Regions from separate parts of the Sus scrofa genome. Here region 1 is linked to region 2. A link is a contact called in public HiChIP or PLAC-seq data. All regions are on one chromosome and are shown on one strand. Each heading gives the region's core, a stretch centred on a gene start, on an enhancer-like site or on the middle of the called end of the contact. The rest is flanking DNA. Distances are from core to core; before and after follow the strand shown.

Region 1 (5,279 bases), core at 1,343-3,842, 140 kb before region 2:
GAACAGTGACCTAAAAGAAAGCCGATCACCTTGACTGTAAAGAAATCTCATCCAGTTGCGGCAGCCGCCTCCAAGCCAGTCCCGGAATCTACTTAAGCTCCTGCACCTGCATCTTAAACCCTAAACCTGTGCAAGTGGTGTGCTTGCTTCTTAGGGGTTGGGTAAATGTTTTCACTTCTTCCTCCATTTTTAGGAAGACAGGCTGTTTTTAGAGATCTGGAGACATTTACTGTACTTTCCAAGACAACCCACTTCAGCAGTCCAGTTTTTTCCCCCTCTTCCTCCCTTTGTATAGACTGTCTTTAATTTGTGTTTAATCTAGGAGAAGGTTGAAGCCCCTCACAGCACAGTTCACTATTTACTGGGGATACATGGATGTCTTGGACTAGAGTTGTGTGCTGCTCAGATTTCATAGGAAATAATCGGCTTAGAATGAGCTTCTTGACTTGTGTTTACATACAGAGCCTTACACGTACCCTTCTCTCCTGTACTATTTTCTGAAGCACCTAGGCTTTGTTTTAAATCTGTTCTACAGGAAATTAATGATGTCTGCTTCAGAATGCATCTTAAAATGTATTTTAAAAAAATGTGCCTGGATTATATATATATGTGCGTGTGTGTGTGTGTGTATATATATATATATATATATATATATATTTAACTTTGGATTATAACTTTAGATTATATATATATAATAATATATATAATATATATATTTTTCCTTCTATCTTCTCCAGGTCGATTGACTTCCTAATGTAATGACTATAATGCCCTTTGGTTTTGTTGCCTTGATGGAGATGCTTGTGTTCATACTGTTTTACCTTTGTCTGAGCCTATATGTGCCTTTTGTAAAATGGGCAATCTGTGGAGGATACCTGAATTTTGGAGACTTTAAAGATCTTTTAAAGGCACACAAAAACACAAAATAGAAAGGCAAGATTCTTTTCTACTAATCCTCCTGACGGGCAGTTAGTCCTGTTCTATTTATTTATTTAAGCGTCATTGATGTACGTGGTTTTTCCAGCTTCTGCTGTACAGCAACATGACCCAGTTGTACACATACATTCTTTTTTTAAAAAAATAGAGTCCTGTTTTAAGTTCACATACCTAGTGCCTTAGAAACCAGCCTGGTCCAATGTTGGACACTTGCTGAAAGCTCATTCTTCATCTGAAATCTCTCGCTTTTTTTTTGGCCTCACCTGTGGTGTGTGGAAGTTCCCAGGCCAGGGATCTCCCAATCCGCTGCAGTGACATCACCGGATCCTTAACCCACTGCACCACAAGGGAATGCCCTGAAATCTCCAGTTATTCTCCCCAATTGTCTTATTCTCTGCTGTCTAGGGCAATAAGTAAAAGTGGTATGAATTCAAAGACACTAAATCTTAGCTTTGAAGATGGGTTCAAATGAAAGGTCATCCATACATTTTCTCTTAAACCACATACACAAAAGACAGCCCCCATGATAGAAATATAAATTCAGAATCTCATAAGAATTTCTGGGAGTTCCCGTCGTGGCTCAGTGGTTAACGAACTGGACTAGTAACCATGAAGTTGTGGGTTTAATCCCTGGCCTCGCTCGGTGGGTTAAGGATCCGGCATTGCTGTGAGCTGTGGTGTAGGCCGGCAGCTAAAGCTTTGATTCGACCCCTAGCTTGGGAACCTCTACATGCTGCCGGTGTGGCCCTAAAAAGACAAAAAGACCAAAAAATAAAAATAAAAAAAGAGGAAAAAAGAAAAAGAATTTCCTTTAGTTCTCTTTCTTGATTTTTAGAACAGATGGATTGATTCCTTATTATGTTTAAACTGCACTTGGTAATTACCCAATTTATTTATTTTTTATTTATTTGTTTGTTTATTTATTTTTTTGGCCAGGTCTGCAGCACGAGGACGTTCCTGGCCCTGGGATTGAACCCATGCCAGAGCAGTAACAATGCCAAATTGTTCACCCCTAGATCACCAGGGAACTTCCAGTAATTACCCAATTTAAAGGTCTCCTGCCAAGAAACTCCCAGTAATTACTCAATTTAAAGATCTGCTGTAACATATGGCACAGATGCATGATTAAACATTTCTGTATTTGGTGGGCCTCCTTCTACTAAGTGTGGGATGCTGCTCTGGTTTCCTCATGTGACTAGAGGTACACTATTTCTCTTTTGATCTAGCCCTGCTTTTTCTGGTGGTCTTGTGCTGGTGGATGTGTGGCTGGCTGTGGTGGGCCAGCCACTTTCTACATTGTCCTTAGTGACAACAGCAAAGCGTATAACAACCTGGAGAAAAGGGAAGTTTGCCGTGCTGCTAAAGACCAGTCTGCACCTCTTCCTCTTTTTTTAAATTTATTTTTATTTTAACTTTTAGAGCCCTAATTTACAAATTACAAATTATCAATTCCAAAACTATGACATTTAGTTTGGAGGCAAGGCAGATGAGATTGGCTCCTTCCTGTTAGGTGAGAAGGAAGATCTAGTTTATATTCAAGGAGGAGCCCAACTGGTTATTAATTTGGTTTTGCTGCCCTTGTGTCTTTTTTCAGTTTTTAGTTTTTTGATCTTCTCAGTGGTTGGAGCCAGGTTGCACCCACAGCAAAAGTGGTTCCTCCTGTGGTGAACGAGGCTCTGAGTTGCCTTTCTTATCACTTAGCTCATGTTTCTCAAACTGGAGTTCCCTGTGGTGTGCTGGGGCCAACGACATGGGGAGCTGAACTTTCAAATTGATGGCACCCAGCTCCAGGGAGGACGCCCCCTCAACCCCGACTGGACATCTCAGGGGCCCAGGCGGCATAGCCATTCTGCCTCTCACCTCTGCTTCTCTTTCCTTCCCTTACTGCTTTCTGAAGACCTCCTTTCTTGACTTCTTGGATGACTGAGGGGAACATGTGGCTACAGGTCCAGCCAAAGAGAGAGAGCGAGAGAGCAAGAGAGATCTCACTCTCCATCTCCTCACATCCCCGGGATGGGAAACCTCCTGGTCTACCTGAGCAGGGGCCTTTTGGTTCTGTTAACGTGGTGAGAGCCTGGGGCAGCATGTTATACAGGCTTTTAGGAACTTGCTTTGTGGATGTGGTTTGCCGTTGGGAAGGGGAGCATTTTGAATAAGGCGGACAATCTGGGGGGTGTACCCCACCAGCTACATCAAGTGCTATAATATACCTACTACCTCTTCCTGGAGGACCCATTTTTCCTAGAGTTTTAGAAGAAACATTTAATTTTAAAGCAAATGCATATATGTAACAGGGACTAAGATGGAACATATACAAGAATTTAAGGTAGCGACTAGGGGAGGTAACTTAATTTTGTACTTGGGATCTGCCCCTCTGCTGTTAGGGTACCTGGGTAGAATAGTTCAGGAAGCACTGAAATTTCTGACCAATAGGCTGGAGTTGCGAGCTTAACATGAAACCATGTAGTAAGATATTGAGTGCTTTTGCCTGTTTTAGTTCAATGAGGCCAGAAGATGTGCAGCCTACATATTGTAGAATAAGGTAGAGAATAGTCCCACTGGGGGTGGCTGAGCTCAGAAACAGTAATGGAATCGTTCACAGAATCCTGGACTGATTATTAATATTGTTTCTAGAAGAGGTGGAATAAGATTTAGCCAGTTCTGGAGGCCGCAGTGTACTTGTAGACAGTTAACCCTTTTGCTTTTTTTTTTTTTTTTTTTTTTTTTTTTTTATCTTTTCTAGGGCCACACCTGCAGCATATGGAGGCTAGGGGTCTAATCAGAGCTGTAGCCGCTGACCTACGCCAGAGCCACAGCAATGCGGGATCCGATCCACATCTGTGACCTATGCCACAACTCACGGCAATGCCGGATCCTTAACCCACTGAGCAAGGCCAGGGATTGAACTCACAACCTTGTCGTTCCTAGTTGGATTCGTTAACCTCTGTGCCATAGTGGGAACTCCCCTTTTGCTTGTTGACTGTAGAACCATGTGGAGTTGCCCGTGTCTCCTCAGAGGCCACTTCACATTAAGGTGACTTTGTTTTTCTTGGCTGCAGAAGAAGATAAAACTCAAACCATAGGGCCTTCTCTCTGCCCAGCTGAGGCTGCAGCTGAAGGGCTTTTCTGTGAATTAAATACTTATGTGAAATACCCTGGAGAGTTAGTAAAGAATTGACTTATGAAGGCTTTTACATTAATATCCTTCTGGTTTTCAAGTTCATCCAAGTTCCTCTTTATATAACATCATGTGTAATATACATATGTGGAATATATAGATGTAGAATAACTCATGTTAATAGAATAATGCAGAAGTCAGCATTATTGAAGACATTAATAAACTGTCTCGTGCTTTCTGACATCTTAGAATAAGATTCTAATAATGCCTGACAATGAAGAGACTTCCGTAGCAGCCAGTGGATAAATGAGAAATTTCCCCCTAGATTTTTTTTTTTTTTTTTTGTCTTTTTGCCATTTTCTTGGGCTGCTTCTGCGGCATATGGAGGTTTCCAGGCTAGGGATCGAATCGGAGCTGTAGCCACTGGCCTACACCAGAGCCACAGCAATGCTTGATCCTTAACCCCCTGAGCAAGGCCAGGGATCGAACCGATAACCTCATGGTTCCTAGTCGGATTCGTTAACCACTGAGCCCCGACGGGAACTCCCCCCCTAGATTTTTTTTATGAATCCCTTTTCAATTTCTCCTGAAGCATAAAAATAACTTCTTAAAACATTGAGGGAAAAGTTTGAAAAAATAAAATGACTCAAGATTGTGCCACCCTCATACAAGTTGATTTTGGTTTATGAATAAGCAAAAAACAAAGAACAATAACAAACTCTTTGCAGTTGGACTAAGGATTCCTGAAAACTTCCTTCAGGAAGCATGCTGAGGTTAAATAGGTACCAGTGTTGATCCTGGAGCCTGCGTGATCCTTACCTTACCTTGCAAGGGGCTGAGTGTCAAAAATTGTCTCTAATCTCTGCTCTTTCTTAGGTATAAGATTAATTAAGAGTGTAGATTATCTTTCAAGAGCTCTTTTCAAAGCTTGGAAGAAGTAAATACAGATCTTTTGCTTAGCAGGGTTTAAAATTAATTTAAATATTAGCCTTATGGTTCTTGGTAAGACAGTAAAACGAGAATTTTGCAGCTAAAACATTTGAAAACCTGGGGAATATTTTATTTTATTTTATTACTCAAATGAATTTATCACATCTGTAGTTGTGTAAAGATCATACCAATCCAATTTCACAGGATTTCTATCCCATAACCTGGGGAATATTTCAAAAGTATAGATTATTAGGCTGCAAACCCAAAGATTTTGATTTGTTACTTAAGGCAGGGG
Region 2 (5,016 bases), core at 653-3,152:
ATTAAACAGCTGTTTATCTGAGCGCCTTCTGCATGCCAGGCATGGTGCTAGGGGCTGGTTGGGGTGGTCCAAGAGGGATGATGTGATGCTTGACGTCAGTGAATTTTCAGCCTGGAGGGGGCTGTAAACAGGTAAGTAGATAGGTATAGTATTATAACTGAATTGGAGGAGGAAGCAAATAATTGTCTTCTTGAACAGACGTAGTATTTTAAGAAGAGGTGTCAGTTGAGCTAGTCCTTAGAGGATGAGTAGGGACTTACCAGGTCAAGAGAAAGAAGAAAGGCTAAGGCAGGAAGAGAAACATGCTATAGGACAAGGGCCGTGGAAATGAAGGAATGGTGGGTTCAGTTACATGTAGCGAGAACCCCAGGGTGTAGTAGAAGATAAGTCTGATAGTAGAGCTTGGGTCAGATAACAGAGGCCTGGGTGTCCTCTGAGCAGTGGGGAGTGATGACAGCATTGATAAGTATAAACCTGACAAGATTTGGAACTTGTGAGGAGAGGTCAAAAGAAAGCCACTGGGTGAGTGGTGACAACCATTAACTGGGAAGACCGGGGCAGAGGGTTTGGGGATGCTAATCATTTCTCTGTGAACATGCTGAGTTTGGCAAACATGTCACTGGAGTGTAAGCACTGTGATGGGAGGGATCTGTGTTTTGTTTCCTGATGTATCTCAAGCCTAGTACATTGTAGGCTCTCAAGGAAGAATTTATTTTGAATGCTGGGAATTCTGGTGAAGATGGCAAATAGATTAGCGTGATTGATATAGATCTAGAGCTTGGAAACAGAGAGGCTTATCATGAAACCATGGCAAATGGATCAGCTGGTTTAGGGAAAGTATAGGGATGAGAAGAGAAGACCAATTGGGGGGTGGGGGGCGGTGGCAGGGAAGCCTGGTGAATACATGTCTCGAAGTCAGAGGGTACCCTTTCCATCCAGAGACACAAGAGACTCTAACTTTGGAAGCACTTGGCTTTGGATGACTAGGCTTTAGCTGATTTTACCAAATGAAGTTTCTTCTTTGCTACTGGAGAAGATGTTGTTCTCCAGATACACCTGGGAGTAAGAGGTGTCGCTGAGAATGTATTCAGTGTTGCAGGTGTCAGTGGCTGTCATCAGTGGCAGCTTTTCTTTGGCAACTACTTGGAAATTTCACAATAGGCTTAGTAGATGACAGCTTAGTGCTCATAGTCTTCCTTGCTGTGCTATGTGATTGGAGGTGTTATGGTTATTGCTGTTGTTTCAGTGAGAGGTTGGTTGTTTTCTCTTTCCAAATAGCCCAACTGGGATGAGGGAAGCAAATGATCCTAAGTTGTCTGGCTCAGACCTTGGGGAATTCAAAATCTTCTTATCCTATATTTCATTTCTGGTTTAGCCGGGAAAGCAGATGCAGTGGACTGCTCGAATTCTGTGACCAGCTTCATGAGGCCGGCTCCTTCATAGAGGAGTATTTCCTGGTCTTTTAAGACCATTTGATCTTTAGTAAATTTCTTAAGTATCTTTTGAAAAATATGGGTTTGTTTCCTTTTTGAATAAAAACTACTTTTTTTTTTTTTTTTTTTTTAGTTCAAAAAAGTGTTTAACTAAGCACTTCCTATATGCCAGGGACTGTGCTTGCTGATGAAGCTACAAAGAAATGGGTCACATGGCCCTGCTCTTAGGAAACATGTAGACTAGTGGGACAGAAAGACACAAAACCAGATGGTTTCAGTATTCTGTGCCTTTCCCAAGTGATCGCCACCTTTGTTGCTCAACTAGCTGCAAAGGCTTCAATCCTTAAAACATCCATTTTTCCATCAACCGTAAACTTACTTTCTTTGCATGTCTTTAGTGTCCAAATTCAGTCAGCCCAACTATGGATTGACCTTTATATCTGATAAAGTTATTCGTTGCTTCTTTAAGGAACCAGCTCCCTCTGTGGGTGTGCTGGGGGAAAAAATTCCCTTGCAATTGTCTCTTGCCAGGAAAAAATTAAATACAAGGAGACCCTGAGTTTTGGAGTTCCTCCGTGGCTCAGTGGGTTAAGGACCCAGCATTTTCACTGCTGTGGCATGGGTTCAATCCCTGGCGTAGGAACTTCTACATGCTGCAGGTGCAGCCAAAAAAAAAGAAAAAAGAGAGAGAGACCCCAAGTTTTAAATGTATGGGGTCGTACATAAGTTTACAAGAGAGGATGTCTTCATATTAATATGTCATTGCAAGTTGAAAAGTTTCTTAGGAAAATTAGAGTCTCTGTAACTGTTGTTAGAACTGACTGGGGACATGTTGATCTATGTGTGAGAATGTCCTTTTACACTTGAGATGAATGTGTATTCTGCTGTGTTTGGTGGAATTGTTCTGTGTTTATTAATTCTCTATGGCCTAATGTGTCATTTAAGGCCAGTTTTTCCTTATTGGTTTTGCATCTTTGCAAAGATTTGTAGATGGTCATTGATATAAGTGGGGGATTAACATCCCCTATTATTATGATTGTATTTTTGTCAATTTCTCCTCTTATGTTTGTTAATATTTTATCTATTTAGGTACTCCTGTGTTGGGTGTATGTTTATATATATATATATATATATTTATTTATTATATCTTCCTATTGGATTGATCCCTTGATCGTTATGTAGTGTCTTTCTTTACCTCTTGTTACAGTCTTTATTTTAAAGTCTATTTGTCTGGTATAAGTATTGTTATCTCGGCTTTCTTTTTTGTTTCCATTTACATGAAACGCCTTTTTAAATCCTCTTTCAGTCTGGGTTGTGTCTTTAGACCTGAAGTGAGTCTCTTGTAGGCAGTATATGTGTGGTTTTTCTTTTTTTTTAATTCATTCAGCCACTTTGTCTTTTGACTGGAGCACTTTGCACATTTACATTTAAAGCAATTATTAATAGGTGTGTCCTTACTACTTACTGCCATTCCATTAATTGTTTTCTGGTTGTTTTTATAGTTCTTTTTTTGCTTTGTTCTCTTCCCTATGTGTAGTGTTATGTTTAGATTCTTTTCTGTTGTTTTATGCATATTTGGTTACTATTCACACACACACACACACACACACACACGTTGGAGATCTCTTAAGTTTGACTACATTCTAGCAACCCTGCATTTTTACTCCTCTCTGCTATGTTTAACATTTGTTGGAGTGTTGTGGCTGTGCCTGAGGTGTGTGAAAGTTCCAAGGCCAGGGATCAAACCTATGTCACAGCAGCCACCTGAGCTGCTGCAGTGACAGTGCCAGATTCTTAACCTGCTGCACCACAAGGGAACTCCTGTTTAATGTTTTTGACATTGTATTTTACATCTTTTTGTTTTGTCTTATTGTGGATGTAGATGATTTTATTACTTTTGTCTTTTAACTTTTCTACTAGCTTTATAAGTGGGTGATCTACTACCTTTAGTGTATTTTTGCCTTTTCTGTGATATTTTTCCCTTCATAATTTTCATATTTCTACTTGTGGCTTTTTCTTTTCCTCTAAGAGAAAAGTCCCTTTCACATTTCTTTTTTATTTTACTTTATTTTATTTTATTTATATATATATATATATATTTATTTTTTTCCCACTGTACAGCAAGGGGGTCAGGTTATCCTTACATGTATACATTACAATTACATTTTTTTCCCCACCCTTTGTTCTGTTGCAACATGAGTATCTAGACAAAGTTCTCAATGCTATTCAGCAGGATCTCCTTGTAAATCTATTCTAAGTTGTGTCTGATAAGCCCAAGCTCCCGATCCCTCCCACTCCCTCCCCCTCCCATCAGGCAGCCACAAGTCTTTTCTCCAAGTCCATGATTTTCTTTTCTGAGGAGATGTTCATTTGTGCTGGATATTAGATTCCAGTTATAAGTGATATCATATGGTATTTGTCTTTGTCCTTCTGGCTCATTTCACTCAGGATGAGATTCTCTAGTTCCATCCATGTTGCTGCAAATGGCATTATGTCATCCTTTTTTATGGCTGAGTAGTATTCCATTGTGTATATAGACCACCTCTTCCGAATCCAATCATCTGTCGATGGACATTTGGATTGTTTCCACGTCCTGGCTATTGTGAATAGGGCTGCAATGAAAATGCGGGTGCATGTGTCTCTTTTAAGTAGAGTTTTGTCCGGATAGATGCCCAAGAGTGGGATTGCAGGGTCATATGGAAGTTCTATGTATAGATTTCTAAGGTATCTCCAAACTGTTCTCCATAGTGGCTGTACCAGTTTACATTCCCACCAGCAGTGCAGGAGGGTTCCCTTTTCTCCACAGCCCCTCCAGCACTTGTTATTTGTGGATTTATGAATGATGGCCATTCTGACTGGTGTGAGGTGGTATCTCATGGTAGTTTTGATTTGCATTTCTCTTATAATCAGTGATGCTGAGCATTTTTTCATGTGTTGGCTGGCCATCTGTATATCTTCCTTGGAGAAATGTCTATTCAGGTCTTTTGCCCATTTTTCCATTGATTGATTGGCTTTTTTGCTGTTGGGTTGTATAAGTTGTTTATATATTCTAGAGATTAAGCCCTTGTCGGTTGCATCATTTGAAACTATTTTCTCCCATTCTGAAAGTTGTCTTTTTGTTTTCTTTTGGGTTTCCTTTGCTGTGCAAAAGCTTTTCAGTTTGATGAGGTCCCATGGGTTTATTTTTGCTCTAATTTCTATTGCTTTGGGAGACTGACCTGAGAAAATATTCATGATGTTGATGTCAGAGAGTGTTTTGCCTATGTTTTCTTCTAGGAGTTTGATGGTGTCCTGTCGTATATTTAAGTCTTTCAGCCATTTGGAGTTTATTTTTGTGCATGGTGTGAGGGTGTGTTCTAGTTTCATTGCTTTGCATGCAGCTGTCCAGGTTTCCCAGCAATGCTTGCTGAATAGACTTTCCTTTTCCCATTTGATGTTCCTGCCTCCCTTGTCAAAGATTAATTGACCATAGGTGTCAGGGTTTATTTCCGGATTCTCTATTCTGTTCCATTGGTCTGTCTGTCTGTTTTGGTACAAGTACCACACTGTTTTGATGACTGTGGCTTTGTAGTATTTCTTGAAG

What was found. HiChIP or PLAC-seq counts read pairs in DNA pulled down with a chosen protein or histone mark.
Region 1: a contact with region 2 is called in an H3K27ac HiChIP or PLAC-seq map of alveolar macrophages. The contact joins two enhancer-like sites. A contact is called at or near these places in 1 of 47 Hi-C or Micro-C datasets (embryonic fibroblasts) and 1 of 2 datasets of contacts at active chromatin or transcription factors (alveolar macrophages).

What each region holds. Positions count from the first base shown.
Region 1 is chr15:101,154,869-101,160,147 of Sscrofa11.1, reverse strand. The region is part of intron 1 of ANKRD44 (serine/threonine-protein phosphatase 6 regulatory ankyrin repeat subunit B); the gene reads left to right. Among named protein-coding and RNA genes, the nearest start is that of ANKRD44, 54 kb to the left of the region's middle. Within about 2 kb of position 2,592, at least 11 of the 83 cell types and tissues checked have an H3K27ac peak or open chromatin away from gene starts, as enhancers often do. A contact at or near this core is called in alveolar macrophages, where this site is marked.
Region 2 is chr15:101,019,352-101,024,367 of Sscrofa11.1, reverse strand. All of the region lies in intron 4 of ANKRD44 (serine/threonine-protein phosphatase 6 regulatory ankyrin repeat subunit B), which reads left to right. Among named protein-coding and RNA genes, the nearest start is that of ANKRD44, 190 kb to the left of the region's middle. Within about 2 kb of position 1,902, at least 8 of the 83 cell types and tissues checked have an H3K27ac peak or open chromatin away from gene starts, as enhancers often do. A contact at or near this core is called in alveolar macrophages, where this site is marked.